Regions from separate parts of the Gasterosteus aculeatus genome. Here region 2 is linked to region 1. The links are chromatin contacts, called in public Hi-C maps. All regions are on one chromosome and are shown on one strand. The core of a region is the stretch at or near the end of the contact, and the rest is flanking DNA. Distances in the headings are between cores, read along the strand shown. Region 1 overlaps LOC120830819 (a long non-coding RNA gene). Region 2 holds the start of nr2f1a (nuclear receptor subfamily 2, group F, member 1a).

Region 1 (3,512 bases), core at 686-3,185:
TGGCAAGCACAGAGGTCAGCGAGTGTATGTGTGGGTGTGTGTGTCGTTGTGTGTGTCTATGCCTGCTTATTAGGGCGTGTGGCTTTTTTTATCGGTTCCCCGTCTGGACCGTGTGCGTGCGTGTGCGTGCGTGTGCGTGCGCGTGTGTGTGTGTGTGTGTGCACATGCTTGCGTGTGCAGAAACGTGTGTTCAGATTTGTTCTCCCATTCTCCTTCCCTCTCTTTCTCTCCCTCTTTTCTTTTCTCCCTCCATTGTGGGAGGAGAGGACCCTCAGTCACCGGGCGGCTGGGGGAAGTCAGTGGTGAGCAGAGAATAACATGCTCGATTTGGCCCCGGAGTGGAGCCGGGGCTCGGGGAAAGGAGAGCGCCATGATGTATCGAGCCGTTTGCCAGCCGGATGAGGCACTTGGTGGCGGCCTTCTCTTTGCCTGTCAGCAAATACACATTTTTCACCCGGCAGGAGCACTGGGAGTCTTGTGTATGTCTGTGTTTGCCGTTTACGTGGTGAACATGCGCTTGCTTTTGAAGAAAATGAGCATTTTACTGAGGGTTATACTTTTGATGTTTACTTTCCGTTTGGTGTGACAATTTAAATGTCCATGCATCTGCAATGTGTGTGTGTGTGTGTGTGTGGATGTTGACTATTTGGGAGAGTACGAGCAGCCAATTGCAAGCACAGCTGTTGCATCACACGGAGGCACGGAAGCAGCCCCTTTTATTTTGTCACGGCAAACGCCCAAGCTTCTGTCTCTAACAAACAGTTCCACACTTTGACCAATTTGCTCTAACAAGAATCACTACGCAGTTTACGGCGCTTTTTTTGTCAGCTGTCATGTGTGTCCTGCATTTCTTTTGGTGCACGGGTTCCCCGTCATGTGCGCGGCGCCCCCACACACTGTGCATTTACCTCTGTTCACCCTCATCAGAAGACGAAGGGCACATGGATGTGACCAACAAGAGAGCGACACGAAACTCGTCCAAATATGCCACATCGCTTTGTAACCTTCAGCCTCTTGCAGCAATTAACCTGCAGCGTGTTTAATGAGCAATAGTGAGCCGACGCAGCTTTAAAAACTTAAAAATTGCGTTTGCAAGTGAAAAGGAATTGTGGAAAATATGGTCACTCTTTCCACACCCTTTCTAGAGCAGAACCTGGTTTCGCCGTCTAGTACAACATATTGGCAGCATTCAAGGCAGCCTGAAGGTTCCAGCACAACACATTCACTCACACACACACACACACACACGCGCACAAGCCGCCGCACTGAAGCGCTCCTTTCAGCTCGCGTCGAGGGAAGTGGGCTGAGGGAGGCTCTTTGATGTGGGAACACCGAGGTCAGAGAGAACAGCCTGTGCAGCGCTAAATTCCATCCCCCACAACAGTTCCCCTTTCCTGACTTTGGTTTGTGAAGCACATCTTCAAAACAAGTTTAAAAAAAAAAGGCCAGGCTGAATATGTAAGAGTACAAAATGGATACATGCCATGTTTCAAGCTGTAGTCACCACATTTCCCTTAAAAGTCTGCAGTCTGTGTTGCATTGAAGATTTACCCCCTCATTCACTTATTGGCCTTTTGTTTCTGGAACCGAGGGAAAAGGCAAAAGGTCTAACCAGCACATAAACTCATTTCAAATGTCATGTCTTATTAGACGCAAATGGAAGGAGACGTTTGGCTCACTCAGCCTGCCGAGTCAATGAATTTGTCAAAAAATTTATGATAATTCATTCAATTACTCTTTAGACATTTAAATGATGTAAGGAGTGAGAGGGGAGGCAATGAGGGTCAGCTGTAGAGAGAAGAGAGGGAGAAGAAGAGGGGGAGTGAAGGAGGGGGAGGAGAAGAAGGATTGGGAATAATCCTGCTCTTGATATTACACTCCCTCCAGAGGCCTTTTAAGGGCTCCATATCACAGTGTGAGGCCTCCTAAACTTCTCTCCCCCTACTTAGGAACTCAGCAGCCAGTTCACCCCCTTCTCTCCAAACAGCTCTGTTCACAACGTATTCACCGTATGCATGCTCCACAAATACCACCGCTTAACCCATGTGCATAATAACTATAACATTACCTGTGTGTATGCATTACATACATGGATACATGGAAAATTCTGTTTTTAACACATCTGGAGAGATTCAGCAGCGATGTCTAAGGGTGCAATCCCAAGAGTCGGTCTTTTTCTCCGATGCACACAAACGCTCCTACACGCACATGTACGCTCACACATACAAACACTTCCCCTTTTTCGTTCCTGAGAGAATGACAATAAAATGGCCCGCCGCTCTTCTCGACCCTTGACCTCTGATCCCTGGAGGTCTCCCACGGCCTGCGCTCGAGGTGGAGGAGGGAGAGACGCAGGAATGGAGGGGTGATAAAAAGGCGTGGACGTGTTGGGGCCCTGAGAACAGCTCCCTCTGTCAGACCAACACAGGCTGCATCATGGGTAAGCTCCCCCTCTAGTGTTCACTGGCCTCTCTTTGTCTCTCGCTCTTTCACTCCTATACTCGAATGATTTCCTGCTCCCAAAGAGAGAGAAAAGTTTCCCTTCACTGTCCAGCTATGTAGTCAATTCAAATACAGGCCTATTGTGGGTTGAAGTCAAGACAGCTGATAAATTATCTGCTTTCATTTTATTCAAAGGGCATGTGCCACAGGTGCTTATAAGAGTGTGCAGCCCTCGGTTGGACATAGCTCAAGTGTAAAACAGTCAACGATACATTTCTGTGTTCCTCACAAAAAGGATCATTTCATTAAAGTTTTTCATCCTTTGGCCAAAAGGAACAGAAATAAAATATATTACATTTTCTGCAAAACTCTGCATAATTTGTACTCAGTGTTGTAAATTCACCCCAGGGCAAATGCTCTTGCTCCTCCATCATATTTTCTTCTGTAACTTAATGCAATATGTATTATTAAAATGTACAATTATGTAACATCGGAATGACTAGCTAGCAATAAGAAAATTGACTGATAAATCAAAATATGACATTTGACATCAAACACTAACCACACCAGCATCCAGTTACAAATATACTCGGCTGTTATTGGACGTTGCGTCGGCAGCTTTTTTTTCCTCACAGGTTTGGCTTTTGTGAGCACAGCCACGGCATCTGCTCCTTATTGTCGTAAAACCGAACATGGCGATTTCCATTCACGTCTAAGCTATGCTAGGTGCCTCCTATAGCATAGCCCTGCCTGAGGGCATGTTAATTACCTTCTCTCGCTCTAAATTAACAGATTTCACTGGGACTCTGTCGCCACTTTCACTCCAGCATTGATAGCAGACCCAGATGAGGGAGCGAGTGAGGGAGAGCGGGAGGGAGGAGCAGAGGGTGAAAATAGAAACAAGCTAATAATCTTAGACACCGCCACCTAAACGAGAGCCATTCTCTCCCTAATGTAGACAAGTCATTTTGTGCAAGCCGTTCAAGCCCACTGGGCCGGGCGAGCATGCAGTGTGGAGCCGCCTGTTTCAAAGATCTTTTGCAATCAGTTACACAATGGACCCCCTCATT
Region 2 (3,712 bases), core at 1,003-3,502, 150 kb before region 1:
ACACACAGACACACACACATAACCCCTCTTCTGACCAAAATAATATACGTAAAAAAAGCCCAGTGGGCTGAATGCTTTTGTTTGATAATACTACAATTTACACTGCAAGAAAAAGATAAATAAAAGGATCAGCTCGACGAGCCGCTTTGTTCAGGCGGCTCGTATTCACACGCTGAACTGCGGTGACTGCACTGGCCTTTGCCCGTCCTACGTGGTCAGAAAGCTCGACCATTCATGCAAACATCCCCGAAAACCCCGGATTGAGACCGCAGTGTGCTAAGACATACGCCTTTGACCTTAATGCAACATGGCAGCCCCGTTCGTCTGCTACTAGGAGGCGCAATTAGGATTGGCTTTAAAAATATATTCACCTTCCCGCCGCATTCCCACTTTTAAACATTTCTTCAGCCGGCAGTATTGGCACTGATTTCGGTGGTGCTGGTCAATCGGACAGTTCCTATTGGCACGACACGAGTATGTTAAGTTCCTCCGTACACTCCTCTTGAAGAAACTTTTGCATCCCTCGCAGGTGAACTGGCCGTAGTGTTTGCCGCTCGATTTGTCTCCGCAAACCACACATTCAATATGCTGCTGACTCTGTCCGGAATTTTGACTCCCCTTGTCCCCGGCGGTCCCCGGTGTGGACGGGGGTCCCGGCTGGCTCGGGGTCTGCGGAGTGTGCGGAGCCGCCGACGCCGTCTGCTGCTGCTCCCTCGCCGGCTGCGCCGCGGGGTTCGGACCGCTCGGAGGTCCTCCGGCCACGTCTTCCTGCGGATCTCTCCAGACGCTAACTACCATTGCCATATCTCGGCCCCGGAAAGTGCTATAAAGCGAAATGATCGCCGGTGTTTACGAAGCGTTGAAGGGGGAGAAAAAAAAGAAGAGACGGGATCTCAAAAGGACGGGGCAGTGCAAAGTCAAATCGAAGCACGCAATCTCATACGGGGTAAGAATGAGAGTAGAACGCGATCGATGCAATCAAAATACAGGGGGATTGAAAAGGCACCCGATCAGGATTTGCAAGTATCGGGAGGCCAGTTCCAAGGTAAATCGCAGTCAGCCATTCAGGAATCCCTAATCTTGTGAAAAGCAGAGTCCGGTCGTAGCAAATTGCAGTTTGATACAAAATAGCCACAAAGAGACGGCAGGAGCGATTCACATGGACGCAGGAACGAGGGAGGAAAAAAAAACCTTTTGCTGGAAAGGCACGCGATCCAAAGTGCTGCGGAGATAAATTCCTTTCTCCTTTCTTCCCCTTGCTCCTTTACACTCCCGTCTTCGTCGTTTAAGGAGTGGAGGGAAAAAAACTGAAGAGCCGGATTTTCACATCTATATTCTTAAATAAGCCTCATCATCGCGCCCAGCAGCAAAAGCAAACCGCGTCGCCGAATGAAGTGCCCATGTATAGTTTCACCTCTCTCCAGCAGGAGGAATGGAGATACGACGAGAAAAGATGAAAAAAAAGAAGACCAACAGCAACAACTAATAGAATATGCAAGAAGAAGGAGAGACCCAAAAAATGAATGCGCTTAAACGGGAGGACCAGCAGAGCAATGTTTCCGAAACGAGGGATCTGCGCGAATGTCTGTATATAGTGAACTTTGACACTACTATTGAAACTGACACGTTTCTATGGAGATCGCTGCGCCTTATATGGTGCTCGTGTCAAGGAGCCAAGAGAGGGGCTGCTGGAGACTGATAATCAAAGGCGACTGACTGGCCAGAGCCCTGCATAGAGGAGGAGGATAGGAGGAGAGGGGGGAGATAGGGAGAGAGAGAAAATGGGAGGCTAAGGTTATAGCCAAGCCCTCTCTTTCTTTCTATTGGTTAGAGTCCCCCTCTGTTCATTCACTGCAAAAAATGTCCATCTCGACAAGTCATCCGGTCCCGTGTTCAAATCTTTAAATGTTATATTTCTTATTAAACACAGTACAAAATAGCCAAGTGCCGATTACGCGCATCCGCTTGTTTCCAACCGCTATCGCGTTTCATTTTACAGGTGCCAATACAATGAAATAAAGCCAAGTACACAAGGATATCCCCTTTGTAAATGAACAATCGATGTAATAACATTTACATTGACGGCTTGATTAGCATTGCATGGCACAAGTGGGAGCATCTCACGTTGATGGAAGATCCAGTCTCCTCTTTTGGTAAATTCAAGATTTTCCGACTCAATACTGAACAGACTAATGTCTGGGCATGGATATTTTTTGCAGTGTTGCAATCTACGGCTGGAGGGGCTGGGGGGCTTTGACAGGCACAATTTACATTGAGCTCGCCCCGCGCTGCTATTTACTTTGAAACCTGATTAGTATGGGCCGTCTATTGTCACCAAAAAGAGGAAGAAACCCTGAATAGAATAGCAGAAAAAGCGGGCTAAAGGCAAAAGGGGACAAAGCTTTTTTACGCACGACAAATAGTCCAAAAACTAGGCGCAACGGCGAAAAGGGGACTATGGCTCAGAAATTCCCCCGAAGTTTCAAAATGGTCTGTCTTAGACTCGTATCTTTATTATAAAATGAACGGGTGCCGGTATTATTTCGAAGCGAATTGAAATGCCCACACATTGTTGCCTCGTTGGCATGCGCATTGCGGTACACCCTCGTCTATAACCGGCACAGTCTCGCCGATTAAAACTTACAATGTATTTAAAACTAGATATGAAGGTTAACAAAATGCCAACAGGGAAAATAATGCAGAAAAGACAATGTGTTATACAAACGGGACGTCGTGCGAGCGGTCGAAAATCTCTAAAATTAGACCGAGTAATAAGCAATATTCCATAATTACTGAGGTCCTATAGTCTTCACAATCACTGAGCTGGTGTCATATTATGTCTTAATAATGACAGTAATTCAAAATCATGCAAAGTTGCATGGAATTTACATGGGGATTCCGGCTTTTTGTGTGACGGTTTCTGCAGGCTTACCACCTCGAACTAAAAAATGTCTGGATCGCGCTGCCATCTAGCGTACATTGTACAATTACAACCATATATATTAATGCATGCACGAGTCATCAAACATGAATTTTTAAAACATAAAAGTTGATTTTAGAAATGAAATAAGAAACGTTTTGCGTACCATTTCCCCTTCTATTATTTTACTTTCTCAAAACAGCATCCCTTTGATGTTCAGGTCGAATGACATAGAAAAAACCTGTTATGGACAACAATGAATAAAGTAGTTTTTTTTTAATTGAAATATTGTTAGTCCCCAAAATGTACCATTTATTTGACTGGATGTGATTTAGATGGAACACACAGTTAAATAGATGTGCGTTAGTCGTTATCAAAAACAGTGTATTAACACTATACTGTAAAAGACTAATCGTTACCTAATACAAACCGTATGTCGTACAAATAAACCAAGTTGTTGTAAACAAGCTTCAACCAAGCTAAGAAATTAGCAGGTATAAGAGAGCCTAAATATGCAAGTGCCCCCTTTCAAAGCGCATAGGAGGGATGGGTTGTTTTTTAAGTATTCAAGAGCTCTCTCTCCCGTCCCTGTCTCGGACACTCCGCTAAAACTCCCCGGCCACATCTCCAGCTCCTCGAAAAGGTGAAACCAATAACATTAAATCGGACAAAGATTTTTTTTCCCCCCCTCCAGTGAGTGTATCATTAAGATTTAACTCGGCAGATTGGAAACGGGGCTCCGCTCGATGCGAGTAGAACGCGAGGCGCAGCGAATGGGAGCGGGCTATAGGG

What was found. Hi-C and Micro-C count contacts between places; a contact is called where the count stands out from the background.
Region 2: a contact with region 1 is called in a Hi-C map of liver, with 2.3 times the contacts expected there. The contact joins the promoter of nr2f1a here to the enhancer-like site in region 1. A contact is called at or near these places in 2 of 6 Hi-C or Micro-C datasets (liver and skeletal muscle).

What each region holds. Positions count from the first base shown.
Region 1 is chr13:12,591,249-12,594,760 of fGasAcu3.hap1.1, reverse strand. All of the region lies in intron 5 of LOC120830819 (a long non-coding RNA gene), which reads right to left. Among protein-coding and RNA genes, the nearest start is that of LOC120830819, 120 kb to the right of the region's middle. Within about 2 kb of position 1,935, at least 2 of the 9 cell types and tissues checked have open chromatin away from gene starts, as enhancers often do. A contact at or near this core is called in liver, where this site is marked.
Region 2 is chr13:12,742,203-12,745,914 of fGasAcu3.hap1.1, reverse strand. It overlaps nr2f1a (nuclear receptor subfamily 2, group F, member 1a), which reads right to left and starts at 2,252. Exons shown (of 3, transcript XM_040195739.2): 1 at 372-2,252. The coding sequence starts at 804. It overlaps LOC120830818 (a long non-coding RNA gene), which reads left to right and starts at 3,460. Exons shown (of 4, transcript XR_013452118.1): 1 at 3,460-3,563; 2 at 3,645-3,712.